2 separate regions of the Sus scrofa genome follow, and region 1 is linked to region 2. Evidence: chromatin contacts called from public HiChIP or PLAC-seq data. All regions are on one chromosome and are shown on one strand. Each heading gives the region's core, a stretch centred on a gene start, on an enhancer-like site or on the middle of the called end of the contact. The rest is flanking DNA. Distances are from core to core; before and after follow the strand shown.

Region 1 (4,568 bases), core at 1,146-3,645, 120 kb before region 2:
ATATTAAGCAAACGTAAAATGAGCACAGCAGAAATTAAAATTTTATTTTTGTAAAATGTATCCTGAAAGTTTTGGGAAAAGTAGAAAAAGGCAAATCACACACACACACACATACACATACAGCTGGCAAATAAATAATGAGAAATAGGAGTTTCCTTGTGGCACAAAAAAGTATGGACACTGTAATGGCTTGGGTCACTGCTGTGATGTGGGTTTGATCCCTGACCTGGGAACTTCCACATGCTGCAGACGCGGCCAAAAAAAAGTGAGAAATACCACTATATACAGCTGAAGGGGAACCCAAACATCTAGAAGGATTCTGTACTCAGACTGAAGCAAGTACCATCTTAGAGAAATCACAGTTTAAAAATCTAATGCAGGAAGTTCTGCATTTTTCAATTTAGGACAAAATCCATACAATATTTCCAGACTGGAATAAAAAAATCTTGGCTTTACACCAAAATATTATCAAATTAGTTCAAATTAAAATAAAATGCATAAGAAATGTCCAGGATTCATTGTCACTGCTGTGGCACAGGTCTGATCCCTGGCCCAGGAACTTATGCATGCCACAGTGCAGATAAAAAATAAATAAATATTGAGGATTTAAAATTTTTCCTTCTTTAACTTGTTTTTAAACATGTACTGGAGTTCCCATCATGGCTCAGTGGTTAACAAATCTGACTAGGAACCATGAGGTTGCAGGTTCGGTCCCTGCCCTTGCTCAGTGGGTTAACGATCCAGCGTTGCCGTGAGCTGTGGTGTAGGTTGCAGCTCGGATGCAGCTGTAGATGCAGCTCGGATCCCGTGTTGCTGTGGCTCTGGCATAGGCTGGTGGCTACAGCTCCGATTCGACCCCTAGCCTGGGAACCTCCATATGCCGAGGGAGCGGCCCAAGAAATAGCAATAAATAAATAAATAAATAAGTAAACATGAACTAACAAATTCTTGATAAATGTTCTTCCAGTGAAACTTGCCCTGCCCCTAACCTTTGCCACCAAGACTGGGTAAAAACTGAGCCAGACTAAAACTAAAGAGGTGGTACCTCCTTGACAGCAAACCTAAAATGTAAGTCGAGGTGCTTCCTGAGGCCTTGAGTCACCTCATGGAGGCTTCAGAACAAATCAAGAATGAGAGATGGAGACAGAAAGCTTATTGATTTGGGTCCCTAAATATTTCTTCTAAGGCCAGGCACCAATCTCCATCCCAGGACTGGTCACACGAGAGCATCTTTTCTTTCCACTTAAGTTCATTCAAGTCAGATTTTTTTTTCACATGTAAACAATGAGTCAGTCTATTAATACAAAAAAAAAAAAAAAAGACATCACTACTTTAAATACTGCCATTACTACAGAAGTTGTTAGTTGACTCAACAAATACTACTGGACATGCCCTCTGTGCCAAGCTCTGAGAATCTGAACAAAACAGACCAAAAGACAAGCTCTCATAGGATTTCTGGGCTGGTGTCCTGATGTCTGGCATGCATGGCAACTGTAAATTTTTATTATCCCACACTAATATTTATATCATAATGTTGTTGGGTTCATTATGCATTAATGGCTGGTAGATCCAACACAGACATTAAAGAAAGTTAGAATATTTTCAAGGGAGCAGCCATAGCCTTATAGTTAAAGGCCACCGAGAATAACTACATGCTCTAAATCATACCCCCTGCCACTATCAATTTCAGAATTTGGTGTTGGAAGAAGAACCATGAGACTTAACAAGCATGGCAATTTCTTATGCTAGCCTGGTAGAAATATACAGAGGCTTCTTTTGGCTTGGTTACCATGCTTGCAGAAATTTAAAACTGGCAGGGGCCTACAAGTAAGGGAAGTAGAAACCAGAGAAATTTGTAATTCATTCATGGTCAGCCAGACCGCCTGAGGGGCAAATCCCATCAGGATGAAGAGACCCAGTGGGTCACCATTAGTTGGAGGTGTGTCACCGTAGTCTGTTACTCGCAACACAATAGTGACGTTTGGCTAGTGGAAGAGAAGACAGTCAGCCTGCTCCCTGCCGGTGAGCTGGGACTGCATGCTCCTTGCCACGCCCTGGGGAAGGACTGTGCACACCCATGTCATGACGCCGGTGTTTCCTGTCACTGGGGACACAGACACTGATGATATTTTGAGCTGGTGGAAAACCCAGGACAAGAACCTAGCATCCTGAGTCTTTTCAGGGAGTTTTGTCTTTTAATCAGCTTATCAAAAAGAACAGCATAGACTCTCAATCCTTAAATATGGAAAAATAAGAAAATTCAACTCATAGTTATTAATGGCCCAAGAGGTTAAACCCATGTCCAGCAGAGTTCAGTCTATAGTGTCTGCAGATCCCTTTCTGCCTCTGTTCCTCAAAGAGTAAGTACGCTGATCTGGAGGGGATTTTGTTTTCTTCTAATTTAACTTCTGCTACTGCAGAGGAAGTTAATGTGTTGCCTAAACTTGGGCTTCATAATGTGGTACTAGAACAGGGCCATGAATGTCTTATTCAAAAACGTTGGATGAAACAAACGTCATTGACTTGGGCCTGCTCCTGAAACCTCAATTTTCAACAGCTTTCAGTGTCAATTACCTCCCACAACAAAGCTGACTGCCAGCCTCCTGACAATGCTCAGAGCCTCATATCATCCATCGCAGTCCTGTTTATACTTCACAGCGAAATCTAATTTCTTGTAGTTACCGCTGAGACTTAGGCTCCCTTAATCAATTGAATTCTGAAAGAAAACAAGCATCTCAGAAGTAAACCTGAACTTATTAAAACAAGCTTCCAATCAAAATCTCCAACAGCTATAGGGTTTCGTAATTCAGTTCATTCGATACATGCTACTCAGCAGTTTCATGGATATGTTTTCCAGAATATGAGGAGATCGGGAGATCTGTCCCAATTAGGGAGAAGAAATTGAATAGAATGCAATGCATATAATATTAATAACTTGCTCTACTTTACAGCTTCATAATAAAGTTATTTATCCTGCCAGAGGTGTTTCGTGACATTAGCAGTGGAAAGATAGCAAGGGACAGGCGGTCCGGGCCTGTGCCATTTACAAATGGCAGGGCCGTGGCCTTCCCTGCAAGGTTCAGAACAGGCCTGTGGCCAAGGTCAATGGCCTGGGACCTTTATCCAGCACACAGAAGAGACAGACTCTAACTCAATCTCTGTCCTAGCTTCTGGAACAAATTCATAGCAAAAATTATCATTTATATTAATTACCTTAGACATAGATTATTTAGTTGCCACACCATAAATTTATCTTTCCCAGATCAAATATATTCTTTCAAGATTTATTTATTTTTTAATTGAAGTATGGCTAATTTACAATGTTGTGTTTTAGGTATATGGCAAAGTTATTCATTTATATGTGTGTGTATATATAATTACATATATATACAAAATACATATTATAGATAGAGGAGTTCTCATGGCAGCTTAGCAGGTTAAGAATCTGACTAGTATCCATGAGGATGTGGGTTCGATCCCTGGCCTTACTCAGTGGGTTAAAGATCCAGCATTGCCGTGAGCTGTGGTATAGGTAGCAGATGTGGCTCAGATCTGGTGGTGTTGTGGCTGTGGTGAATGGTGCCAGGTGCAGCTCTGATTCAACTCATAGCCCGGGAACTTCCATGTGCTGTGGGTGCAGCTCTAAAAAGACAAAAAAAGTAATTAAAAAATAAAAAATATATATTATTACAAAGATATATGTTTAATTGTATCACTTTGCTGTATCCCTGAAACTAACACATATAAATATATAATATATACATTCTTTTTCAGATTCTTTTCCATTATAGGTTGTTACAAAATGTTCAGTATAGTCCCCTGTGCCATAGAGTAAGTCCTTGTTGTTTATTTTATATAGAGTAGCGTAAATATATTCTTTTAAGATTTAAATTACACATAGCACCTAGCTCCTCTTACATTACTACAAGTTATGCTCCTAACCAGGAGTATTTGCTCCCAACCATGCTACTACCCCCACACGCATGGATATATTTTTATCTTTGATTATGCACTGTTTTACATTATATTATTACTATGCTATATATTTATTTTGTATTATGTTTTCTCTATTCAATCCTAAGCACCCAGAAAGCAATAATCATGTCTTATCCTGTGCCCCTCTGCCTTCCATAGTATCTGCTGCCACAGTAGCAAATCAAAGACCAAGGCCAAAGGAGTATTGCAAATAAAGAAAGATGATGCCAAAGTTTTGTCTGATAAATGGTATAACAGTCATTTCCCATGATCAGATCTAGGAAGTGCAAATGGAAGAAAGCAGCTGCATAAATAATTAAAAATAGGAGAAAATTGGAAAGTCATTTATATTTTACTTTGAAATGCATTAAGGCTGGCCACAACTTTAGAGAACAGCTCATTATAGACTAGCCACCAAATGATGAGCGCTCTGCTACAGTAAGAGAAAAGATGAACTTGGCATGGAAAACATTTGTCACATTTTGCCTACTCAACAAAATCCCCTGCTTCCTTGTAGCACCCTAATAGCCTCCTAAGTAATTATCCCCTTTCTCATAAGCAATCCAGCAGGGAAAGTGAATCTAGGCACCACT
Region 2 (4,220 bases), core at 572-3,071:
AACACAAATACCACTTGCTTTTCAACTCAGAACCCAAGTAGGATTTTTTGTTTGTTTTTGTTTTTGTTTTGTTTTGTTTTGCTTTGCTTTTTAGGGCTGCACCCTCGGCATATGGAAGTTCCCAGGCTAGGGGTAGAATCAGAGCTACAGCTGCCAGCCTATACCACAGCCACAGCAACATAGGATCTGAGCCACATCTGTGACCTACATCACAGCAATGCCGGATCCCAGACCCACTAAGCAAGGCCAGGGATCAAACCCAAAGCCTCATGGGTACTAGTGGGATTATTTTCTGCTGAGCCACGATGGGAACTCACCAAGTAAGCTTTTTTTTAAAAAACCATTCCCATGTGTCAAGTTGTTAATTGTGCTAAATTCCTTTCTCTAAGAAAGTGATGTGACATTATTGAATTTACTGATGACATAGCAAATTTCATTCTGTTACTGGTCAACAGGAGGTAAAGTCAAAGTGTATGGTTTCAGGGAAATGATCAGTTAAATGACCAAATCTGAAACAGTCTAGTGAGGAAGAGATCCTGTCATTACACATGAGGCAGGATTCAGAAATATCATGAGTGAGTCTCTTAGCCTCCAACTACCTGTCCTAGATGCCATCTTTTTTCCTGAGCTAACCAGAAAGCAGTTTTTCACTATGACCACCGCAATTTCTCTTATTAAGAAGGAACATCGTCTCCGGCAGCTGCCACCTGCATAATCCCTGAGATGGCTGATAAGTGTTTTGTCGGCCTTGGCATGTGTTCTTGCCAATGTACAATCAACAAGGAAATTGCACTCTGGGGTAATCAAGCTCATCAATGTTTGTGGGCTGGTCATGTTTGACTTTTTAGAATAAATGAGGTCGGTATGCATAGCAGCAATAAAAATAAACATTTATTGTGTGTCTGGTATATGCAGAGCACTGTGCTAACTTTGGAACATACAAGGTGGTACCTAAAAGAACTAACAGTATAACTGAAGATGTAAGACATAGGTCTAAAAAAAATGTAAATTACAGGTAGTATCAGACCTTTACACCCAAAATGTGTGGTTTGGAGAATCAATGTCATGGGAACTCACAGGATAGAGCAGTTTGGAGGGCTGAGGTAGGTGGAGGAGGAGGTGATAACTCCAGGTATGGAACTCACCTGCTGCATTCCTTTCTAACTCAGTCCTCATCATGACCATCCAAGACAAAGTATTGTGTCTGCCTGCATTTCTCTCCCATTTCACAGGTGAGGAAATGGAAGCTTGGGGTTAAGTAACTTGCTTAAGTCACACACCTTGTGTCCAAGCCCTCTGGCTCTTAATCACCACCCTAGATAAGGGTGTTGGACTTGAAGGTGATTGGGAAGGGGATACAGTTTAGGGAGAAAGACCAATGTGGCCAGTGGAGTTTATGATGAAACACTGTAGAGGCCACCCAAGCTGGTGGTTGGCTTTGCCAATCCAACTCCACATGGCAAGGGTGACCCCCAACAGTCAGAGCACCAAGAGAAGAACCCTAAGGTGGCAACACCACTAAATAAGCAAGTCCACCCTCCAGGACACATGTCAGAGAGCAAACTAGAATTTAAGGAGAGAACCCTAGACAGGGCAAGACAACATCTGAGCAGACACTGATGTGCCAAGGTACCCAGAGAGTGACCCCCATACAGAGCAGGACATGGGTCATGAGGTGATTAATTTAATCAGAGCAGGACAAGGAGGGGTGGGGACCTGGAGTCACTCACTCCCAGGATAGTAGGCACTGTGGGGACAGAGTCAGTAATAGCCACCAGAAGAAAGGTCAGCCTGCCAAGCAGAGCTTGACATCCAGAGGTGCCATGACCTTTTTAGCATAAAGTTACACCAAGCTGCCACCTGGTGGACAAGGGCACTAGGTCCATCATCAGAGTACAGGAGTCCAGAGCTAAGACCCAGGGACAGAGCCTGAGTAGCAGCAAAATTAACTTTATGTCAAGTTATACCTTTTCCTGGCAAAAGCCCTAATGACTCTTCTGTCTGGGTGAGACCTGAGCAGAGTTTAAGATGGGATTAAGCCCACAGGTAAGGATCCGGATCCCAGTTATACTTGATTAAGGCTCCAAATGATGAGAACCTAGGTTCCATTGTTTAGCAAATAATTGATGAGTGCCTACTATGTGCCAAGTACTGTTCCAGACAAAGATCAAACAGGCCTTTGCTCCCTTGGCACTCACATTCCAGAGGAGGCATCATCAAATCACTAAGATGAGGCAAAAGAAGGTTCCAGGAAAAAGGAACAGCTTTGCAAAGGGGCTGAGGCTGAAATGCCATGGGTTATTTGAAAGAAAAATGCAGCAAAAGGGTTATGGAAGGAATCTAGGGAATTCAGCCATAGACTGTACCCAGAATCACCAAAGTGTGTGGGCCAGAAGAACCCTGTGGACCACTTGGACACCACCATGAGCAGAGAGGTGGAGTGAGAGAAAGCATGAAGCACATGAGTCCTAGAGAAGACAGGCCCTGTGGCGGTCACTGTGACAGGAGGAAGTCTCTGAATTACATCCACCAGACCACCAGAAATACAGGTGGTCCAGGCAGGATCCAGTCAGGGAAGCTGACACCCTTATCCCAACCTCAAGTGAGCCCCAGAGCTTTCCAGGGCTGAGGATGACACTCTCATTCTCAGAGGCCCTTCCAATTCTGAAATCCTCTAATGCCTCAAAGTGTGCTCACCTGGTTACCAGCAGTGAGACTTCAGTGGCATCAGAGAGGTGGGGAAGGTGGGGAGGCAGCTGGCAAACGGGCGACAGGATCCAGGTTCTTTCCTGATTCCAGGCTCTGCTGTGGCCTTGAACACATCACGTAGCCCTCAGTGTCCTCATCCATAGAGTGCAAGTGTTCCAGGCTACATCTCAGCTCTTGTGTGCATTGAGCCTAGAATCTTAGTTTGCTTTGACAGTGAAAAAAAGGACAAACACACAGCTGATGTAATGCTTTTTTAAAAAAATACAAGCTCTCAATGAAAACATCTTAAAACAAATAGTGTTAATTGCCTTCGCCTTTACACCTCATCTCCACCAGAGCTCGTAATTTTGTGGAGTCAGTGTGTAAAGCTTGAGTTTCAATGCTTGCCTTCATAACTCCTGCAGCATTTAAGTAAATGCTTTTTCAAATACAATGCAAAGGAGTGAGTCTAGAAATAAGACAAAAGTCAACAAATTATTAAGTTTATTTTGCACGAATTAAACTCACTGCAATGTATACACAAGATTCTAATGCAACCAGGTCTCCTGGGTAGTTTCCCAGGTGTCTCTATAAATGCTGTCAGTGCTCTCAGCCTGCTTTAGAACACATAATGAATATGCTTGCTCTAACAATACCATCAACTGTTTCTGAACCAAAGGCTGTCAGACTCTACTTTTCCTTTATTTTAGGCAGAATAAAAAGCCCAACTCTCAGGGAGACTTGTAATCAGAAGAAAAGGTGACAGAATGTTGGCTAATTTGCCTCCCTAAGGCCTCTTGCAAGTTGCCTATGGTCTGACTGTTTTATTATCCCAGTTTGTCTAATCATAGCTAAAACCCTGGTGAGAAAGTTAAATCTTGCAGCTATAAAGATATATTTTGTTTATTTCAGAAAAAAGGGACCCCAGTGTATGAACAAAAGTTATAAAATAACTATGTGTATTCGTGGCCAGCGTTTCTTGGCATGGTGCTGGAACTGCTGCACTGCACCCTCTGGAGTGCAAAGATGATCAAAGCTAGCAGGTATTAGGTGCTGCCTCTGTGCCAGGCACTGTGCTCAGTGATGTACATGTCATGTCTCATCCTGGCCTCCCCAAACCGAATCTGGGCAGCAGTAAAACATGTTATTCTCTCAAAGCCAGCTTCTGCCTCCTGGTTTTGCTATTTTCAAAAGTGGTACCATCACTCCACCTGCTACCTAAGCCTGAGACCTCAGGTATTCTTCCTAGGTGCACGAACTTACATCAGAAGAGATCTAGGGACTGGCCCTCCTTAGATAACATCGGTCTCTCACGTGTCTTTCCAATATCTTCCCTTGCCCATGCCGTTCCCACTTTCCCCACTGACTCCCTATTTTCCTTATCAAAATGCTTATGGTGAGTAAAACTTATCCCACTCTTCCTCCTGCCTCACTTTCTCTCTAATCCCCATTCCTACCCCTCTGTAACACACCTGTTTGTGCACCTGCCCTGGCCCCACATAATATCCACCAATAATACCCTCTCACCTTCC

The links. HiChIP or PLAC-seq counts read pairs in DNA pulled down with a chosen protein or histone mark.
Region 1: a contact with region 2 is called in an H3K27ac HiChIP or PLAC-seq map of alveolar macrophages. The contact joins two enhancer-like sites. A contact is called at or near these places in 5 of 47 Hi-C or Micro-C datasets (brain, liver, skeletal muscle and 1 more) and 1 of 2 datasets of contacts at active chromatin or transcription factors (alveolar macrophages).

The regions. Positions count from the first base shown.
Region 1 is chr1:51,354,293-51,358,860 of Sscrofa11.1, reverse strand. No RefSeq gene overlaps it. Among named protein-coding and RNA genes, the nearest start is that of MIR30C-2, 27 kb to the left of the region's middle. Within about 2 kb of position 2,395, at least 2 of the 83 cell types and tissues checked have an H3K27ac peak or open chromatin away from gene starts, as enhancers often do. A contact at or near this core is called in alveolar macrophages, where this site is marked.
Region 2 is chr1:51,229,667-51,233,886 of Sscrofa11.1, reverse strand. No RefSeq gene overlaps it. Among named protein-coding and RNA genes, the nearest start is that of OGFRL1, 81 kb to the left of the region's middle. Within about 2 kb of position 1,821, at least 7 of the 83 cell types and tissues checked have an H3K27ac peak or open chromatin away from gene starts, as enhancers often do. A contact at or near this core is called in alveolar macrophages, where this site is marked.